2 separate regions of the Mus musculus genome follow, and region 2 is linked to region 1. Evidence: chromatin contacts called from public promoter capture Hi-C data. All regions are on one chromosome and are shown on one strand. Each heading gives the region's core, a stretch centred on a gene start, on an enhancer-like site or on the middle of the called end of the contact. The rest is flanking DNA. Distances are from core to core; before and after follow the strand shown.

Region 1 (3,419 bases), core at 483-2,982:
TGTGTGTGTATATATATATACATATATATATATCATAGATTACCCTCTTTATAGTTAAGCATGTACTAAAATTACATGCTTAAAATTATAATTACAAATCTTATTGTTATTAATATTATAATTTAGAAATTTTTTTATTTCTGGATTTCCAACCTCCAGTGGGATAGATTATGAGTTATAATTATATATAATTTTACTAAGTCTGAGACAGGAAGATCATTGCAAGTTCAAACCCAGTCTGGGCTATTCAGTGGGTTACAAGTTAGACTGGACTAGGTTGAAAACCTGTCCCAGAACAAAAGGGAGAGAGGGAAGAAGAAAGAGTAATAGATTTTTCTCCCTAACTCAGTGCAATTAAATGCATCTCTGAGAATAGCAAACAGATTCTGGAGTGACCCATTGGAGAGACAGGGAACATATCTTCAGTCCTGTGGACAATAGAAGCCACATACTTAAAATTCCAATTTAATTGTAGTCTTAATTAACCGGAATTTGAAATTTCACGAACGTTTTCTTTTTTTCCTTATTCTGAGACAGTGCTTTGTGTAGCCCAGGCTGGTTTCCAACTAGTCACGTAGCTATGGACAACCTTAAACCCAGGTCCTCAGGTACCAGCCTCCCTCTTAGGTGCTGGGATTCCAGGCATGTGATGTCATAATCAGTTTGCAGAGTTTAAAATTTCAAAGCTAGTTATCAGAGTAAAGTAATAGACTAACTAACCAGCATTCCTGGTTAGAACTAACCAGGTATAGTCATAGAAAATAGCCACCATTCCAGAGATTATTCTTTTCTTGCCAGGATCTAATGACTCCAGGGCTCTTCTCAGCTTCTGCCCCAGAGAAATAGCCTGGCAGCCGTATAAGCCAGTCACAAGCTTTCCTGATCTGAGTCCATCTGGTCTTATGCAAAAACCACCTCTGTTTCCTGGAATGGTGTAGTCCTGTTATTTTTTTCCCTATGTAATACCCCCCAATAAGATTTTAAGATGAGTTCCTCACAAAATTATGACTATTATATTAAATAAACAGGAATATCATTAAAACCTAAAGAAAGGGGCAGAAGTAATTTCAGTACCAGTCATTTCTTCTTAGTGAATGCTTTATCTAAACGGTCGTTGAACTCTCCTCCTCTCAAATCGAGCTCACTTAAAACTCTAATGTTGGATTTGCTCCCATACCAGGTAGATGCAGTCACTGCCAGCACCAGGCTGGGCTTCCTGCATTTACCCATCACTTCACAGACCACCTCACATCATCCTCACAGCCTTCACACCTCCAATCCCAAAGTCTCTCTCTGTGCTACAGCCGAACACCTTGGGAATTCTTTTGATCTGCATCTGTCTAATAATCTCATCTCCATGCGCAGAAAGCACTGGAAGTTTGCTGTCCGTCCTCCAGGTTAAGGTTGTCCGCTCTTCAAAGAAATTTAAGATCATCAAAGCCTCTTGGAGAGCAAAGCGCTCCACTGGTTTGAGTAAAACTGACATCACAATAGTTCACCAAAGAGCTGTGGGTCCTCCCACAGCAGTGTGCGCGTGATGAGCTCCGGGACCCCCTCAAGCCCCAGGGTTCCTTCCACACAGCTGCTGGAGGAATAACAGCCACCAACATCCCACAACATCAAGGCAACAGCAGCGCTGAAATGGAATGTACAGTTAAATAAAACCCAAACTCCAGATCCCTTCTCTGAAAGGGCCTAATTTCTTTCCCCTCTTGGAGTGGCTTTGAAACAGGGCTCGTTCTACAGGCAAGAAGAGTCTTTGTTCACTGATTGCTTGTGATGTAATTAGCTGATGGTCAGGCTCCTGCATATTTTGTGTGAACAGGACAACAATGTGTGTGTGTGTGTGTGTGTGTGTGTGTGTGTGTGTAAGAGGCTTAGCCAATCTGGAAATCTTTTGAATTTTAAGACACAATTAGTCTGAGTCATTACAATAGCAGCAGGAGAAAGCAGCAAGGCCAGCCACTTCGTTGTGAGTCAGGAATTTTTACCTCAGGAAATGAGAATGCTGCTCTTCTCTTCTCACTTGTAGCAGTGGGAAAAAGAGTCTGAATTGAGTGATTTTAGACCCAGAAAGCTGCTGTTTAGAATTCCCAGCTCTCCTTAAGCCAGGGTCTACAAGCTGAATGTTGGTTTCCAAGAGATTTTTAGTTGACTTTTTTTTTTTTCCTCTGTGACTTTGGATGTTATTTTGATGACAGATTATCAAAACACTAAAATCTATGTTAGAAACATCACTAGCAATGAGGAAAAATAAAAGGGGGAAATAGACCTTGGTCATGACTGTTAAACAGAGAGAATATTGAAAACCTCTTTTTTTTTTTTTTTTTTTTTGGAAGAAAACAAAAGGCCAAGCTGCATATGTTTACTAAGTTTGCTATGACATTAGAGTGACTTTTGAATTTCATGTTGACAGGAACTAAGCTGTTCAGTTACTGCCATCTTATGTCTCAGACTTCTCCGTGCATGGCCTCTGGTTTGTGCCTCTCAGATTTCTAGAGACCCAGAAGAGAGCTTTGAATATCTTGTGAGTTCATCCACAATGATTCCCCTCTCTCTCTCTCCCCCCACCCCCCCCACCCTGAGTGTGTGTGTGTGTGTGTGTGTGTGTGTGTGTGTGTAGGACAGTGGGTTTGATTAAGGAGAAGCACCCTCCCTGGCTTTCCCAGATCACATCCATCACGTTGATCAGCCCCCGAAAGGCAACATATTGTCTGGGACCGGGCCAAGGAGGGATATCAATTTCACAATTGCACTTACGTCGTTCAGCCAGGAACCGGTTTATTTTTGGCTAGTGCAGTCTGAGACCCACTTTGGAAGCTTCATTCACAGGTTCTCGCTTTCTGCCAGCTTCTTGGGAACTTTCTCTTTAGTCAAACAGAGGCGTCTCTTTGCAAAGCAAATTCGCCCCCTGTGTGCCAGTCTGGAACCAGACATCTTCCATAAGTCATGTTTTATATTTTAAGAGTTCTGAGAGTTTTTCCTCTTCTATTATTAATTCTTTTACAAAGAGAGATTTTTATCAAGGAAAAGGGATTCCTTTCAAACATAGATCTAAGAAAAAGCCATGGTGGGTAGCAATATTATTTGAGGAAAGTTTTTTAAAAGCAACAATTGTATCAAGAATTTGTGACATCAGCTAATAGCAACGACAGTGATAAAATATCATTTATGCTGTTAAGAAGCCAGCCCTATTGAGGCGCATGGCTTTTGCTGTCTGGCATCTAAGTGTCTAAATGTCTTTTTAAATGATTTTTTAATATTGTATGTTGAGAAGTAACAGAGTTACATATTGTGGTTCAGGTCCTTGTCAACATTTAACACAGATGGTTCACAGCACTCTGACCATGGTCACTACTTGTATGTTTTCCCCTTTAAAACACATAGCCCGTTAATTCATTTACTGTGCTAGTTTTTCT
Region 2 (3,419 bases), core at 476-2,975, 1.3 Mb before region 1:
AAGAAAATGGCAAAAGCAAATATTAAACAAAAGATCAGTGGGAGCCAGAGAGAGACTCAAAGGCTAAGAGCGATTGATGCTCATACAAAGGACCTGAGCCCAAGTCAGGTGGCTTGTAAGCACCCACAGAGCCAGCTCCGAGGTCCTCAAAGCCCTCTCTGGCTTCTACAGGCACTGTATTTACAGGCACACATGTAAACACATACATAGCAAAATGTAAACAGTAAGTTAAATAAAGATGAGTCAAAATGTTGCTGATGTTTCTAAACAGGCCTTGTATTACTTAAGGCACGGCAGTCAACTGTCACTGAGAGAAGAGGTGACAGCAGGAAGAGTTCACGACTGCACCAACCAAAGTTGGTCACATGGAAGCTTCACTCCCATTCACGTCGAGGGCATCCTTAACAGACTCAAGAGCTGGGGAGCTCTTAAGAACCTCTGAGGATGGGGACACCACGTGGGTCAAAGACTGTACTGTGAGGGAGGTGGGGTGCTGTCCGCATGTTCAACTCTACTGTTGAACATCTTCGATTTGTTATGTGAAATGTTTATTGAGAAAAGAAAGGTAAGTAAAACAGCCCTACGCCTTCAGAAAGCTACCTGTCTAGTCAAAGTTTTTGACTATAAGGCTAGGACCAAAAGTTCAGCTAGTCTATGAGAAATAAAAAGAATAAATAATATATGACTCTGGTATAATTGATATTTATCAATTTATAATTCTATTGTGTGTTATACTAAATAATATATGTTACATATGTACTTGAGGTATGTTCAGATATATGCCCCCCTCAATGCAACTATTTCAATATTTTCGCTGTCCATTTTCATTTTCAACAGATTGAAAACATTTCAGGAAACAATACTCACATTGTAGAGCCAGAAAAGGGAAGACTAACACAGCAGCTGGTCTTCAACGGTAGCCCCCACAGCTGTAACAGCTGTACTGTTACCTTAATTTCTAGGTGAGACCTCAGATTGCAATAGTTTCCACAACTTCCCATTTCACGGGGGTTCTAGGTCAAATGAAAACTAGAAACAGCTGGTGTTACTCACATAGTGCCTCCTTGCTCAAGCTTCAACCACACAGCTAAGGTCAATTCGGCTGCCAGCCTCGGAGCCCGTAGAGACGGGCAGTTCTGGTGACTTCCGAACATGAAGCTCACGGAGCTGCTCCTGGAGTAAGGGTGGAGATCACCGTCGTCTGCAGGGATGCAGCTCCGGAGGCCTTCTAGGAGGGCAGTATAGAGAGGAGAGGCAGAGCGGTAGGGGCAATCCTGGATACACAGCCTCTCCGTACACAGTTGCACATGCTCAGCCGCCACCGGGCTACGACAAAAAGTGCTAGGGCCTGGGAATCCACACGTGGCGTGGGTTGGCACAGTGGATACCTTCCTGAAAGCACCCACATTCTCCAGCCTTGGGAAAACGCCCTGTGAGGCAGCCAACACCAATACCGAAGCCAAATAGGCAAGGATCAATGTTTTAATGGTGTAACACAGGAAGCCCGGTGAGAGAGCCAGGTAATGCATGATTACAAAAAAGGATTCTTCACCCAATGAAGCATTCCTAAATTAAGATCCAGGGCTGCACTGTTCACCAGAAATCCTGGAAAGGCACTTGATCCCTGAGATGTTTCATCTTGGGGAGACTGTAGACACACTGTCACAGGGAAGGCAGAGCAAGGGTGTCCTGAGGGAGGACAGAAACATGAGTCGAAGCCGGTGCCTGGTGAACAACACACAAGAAATCGATAGTTTATTCTAAGCATGAAGATCTGATGCCCCCTACAAAAACAATGGAGAACTTCTCAAAGTCCATTATGAACCACACAACTTAGAGTCAAAAAATATGACAAAGATCTGAACGTTATTGGACAAATCACGCTCATCGACCTATAGGACAATCAGTTTGTGTATTTATGGATGATTGTGTGTTGTAGAGGCTTACAGCTACTGTGAGCTGTTACTCGACCCCAGAGAATTGGCACCACCCACTCTAATTAATGCAGTAAAGCATCCTTTAGCTCTTTTCACGAACACCATATGTTGTGACCAGAGCTAACTTGCATTTACCCAAAGTGCAGCAAGCTAAGCACTCTGGGCCTTTCCCCCTCATCCCAGCCTGCACAGCTACTTTAAGCTCACAGCAAAGCTGATTAGAAACTCAATACCATCTGCTTGCCCTGTGCCTTAATATTTATCAAGCATTTGTGTTAATGTTTCCACATATGACTCCGTATTTGGAGGTTAAATATGGATTCCTAATGCCGTGTAAGTAATTGTATTGATAAATAAGCTGAGTTACTATTTCTTTATTGCATTTCAACCAGTCCCCTCAGTGTGAGAAATAGCTCCTGGACAGGACCTCTGTCCCACGTTGCCTGGCAACCTTGCTGTCACCCCCTCCCCATTACGTCTAGGAAATAGGCCCCGGCAGCATGAAGGCCCTGAGTGAGACTTGTCACTCAGGCCACTCTTCCCCAGAGCTCAAAAGGGTTACCTGTAGCTCAGTGTAGGCTGTTCGGTGGCCCCTCAGCAACTGAGGTGTCCTGGCTTTCAAGGCTTTCAAGCTGGTACAGTGGGAGGGAGTCAGGTGGGGCATGCATGCTTAATTTTTAAAGTAGCAGTACACCTTATCCTGTAATACCCTGCCAGGCCCCTCCCTTTCCCTGCTTTTATGAATCTTACTCCATGCGATGCTTTAATCACAAAGGCCTGATTCTATAAGACAGCAACTATATGGGTCGTTCTGCAGTTCTGCATGTTCCCTCTTTGGGAGGAAGGAGCCAGCATGAGGCTGGCCAATTGATGGAATTTTCTCTTTGGCTTTGTTCACCTCAGGACATCCTGCTCTAACTGTGTTTGATTACTTAAGGCAAGATACACCGTGGACTTCTAAACACTGGGCTTGGAAAACAGACTCTAAACCAGCCAGAGAAGGAACCAGGGACTAATGGGGCTGCCAAATTGTAGTCACCTGACTGCCAGCTCATGTGTGGTGTCTGTATGCACATACATCCAAAGTTGTCATTTCTGTCCTCTGGATTATGCCATCCTACATTAAAATATTCTAAGATTTCAACAGTCTTTGTAACCTGTCAGCCTCATCTTTTAAAAAAGTGTAAGATGGTCTGGAAAGCCAAGAGTTAATTTGTTCGCTATAAACTCTTAGAGTTACAGCAATCTTGAGAAGAAGGAGATGCTTCTAAGGTGTTTCTCATTAAAAGGCAACTAGAGAAAACTCCTGATTCTCTGTTTCCAGGTCGTCTTTCCTTTCTTGCCCCTGAGAACATTGTAGCATTCGATTGTGTCGCCTTTGGTCAAAACCCCATCCTTGGCTCAGTGCTTTATTTAGGTGGAAAATTTTAAGAACAGAATGTTAGTGTAAAGACAGCAAATTTATAGGAAATGGATAATTTC

The links. Promoter capture Hi-C pulls out the DNA fragments that hold promoters and counts their contacts.
Region 2: a promoter capture Hi-C map of hippocampal neurons shows a contact between it and region 1, with 6 times the contacts expected there. The contact joins the promoter of Ush2a here to the promoter of 1700023G09Rik in region 1. A contact is called at or near these places in 1 of 39 promoter capture datasets (hippocampal neurons) and 2 of 9 other capture datasets (adipose tissue and liver).

The regions. Positions count from the first base shown.
Region 1 is chr1:186,924,931-186,928,349 of GRCm38.p6, reverse strand. It overlaps 1700023G09Rik (a long non-coding RNA gene), which reads right to left and starts at 1,732. Exons shown (of 4, transcript XR_865834.3): 1 at 1,273-1,732. The region is part of intron 1 of Gm39732 (a long non-coding RNA gene); the gene reads left to right.
Region 2 is chr1:188,261,144-188,264,562 of GRCm38.p6, reverse strand. Ush2a (usherin) reads right to left here and starts at 1,725. Exons shown (of 71, transcript NM_021408.3): 1 at 1,054-1,725. The coding sequence starts at 1,529.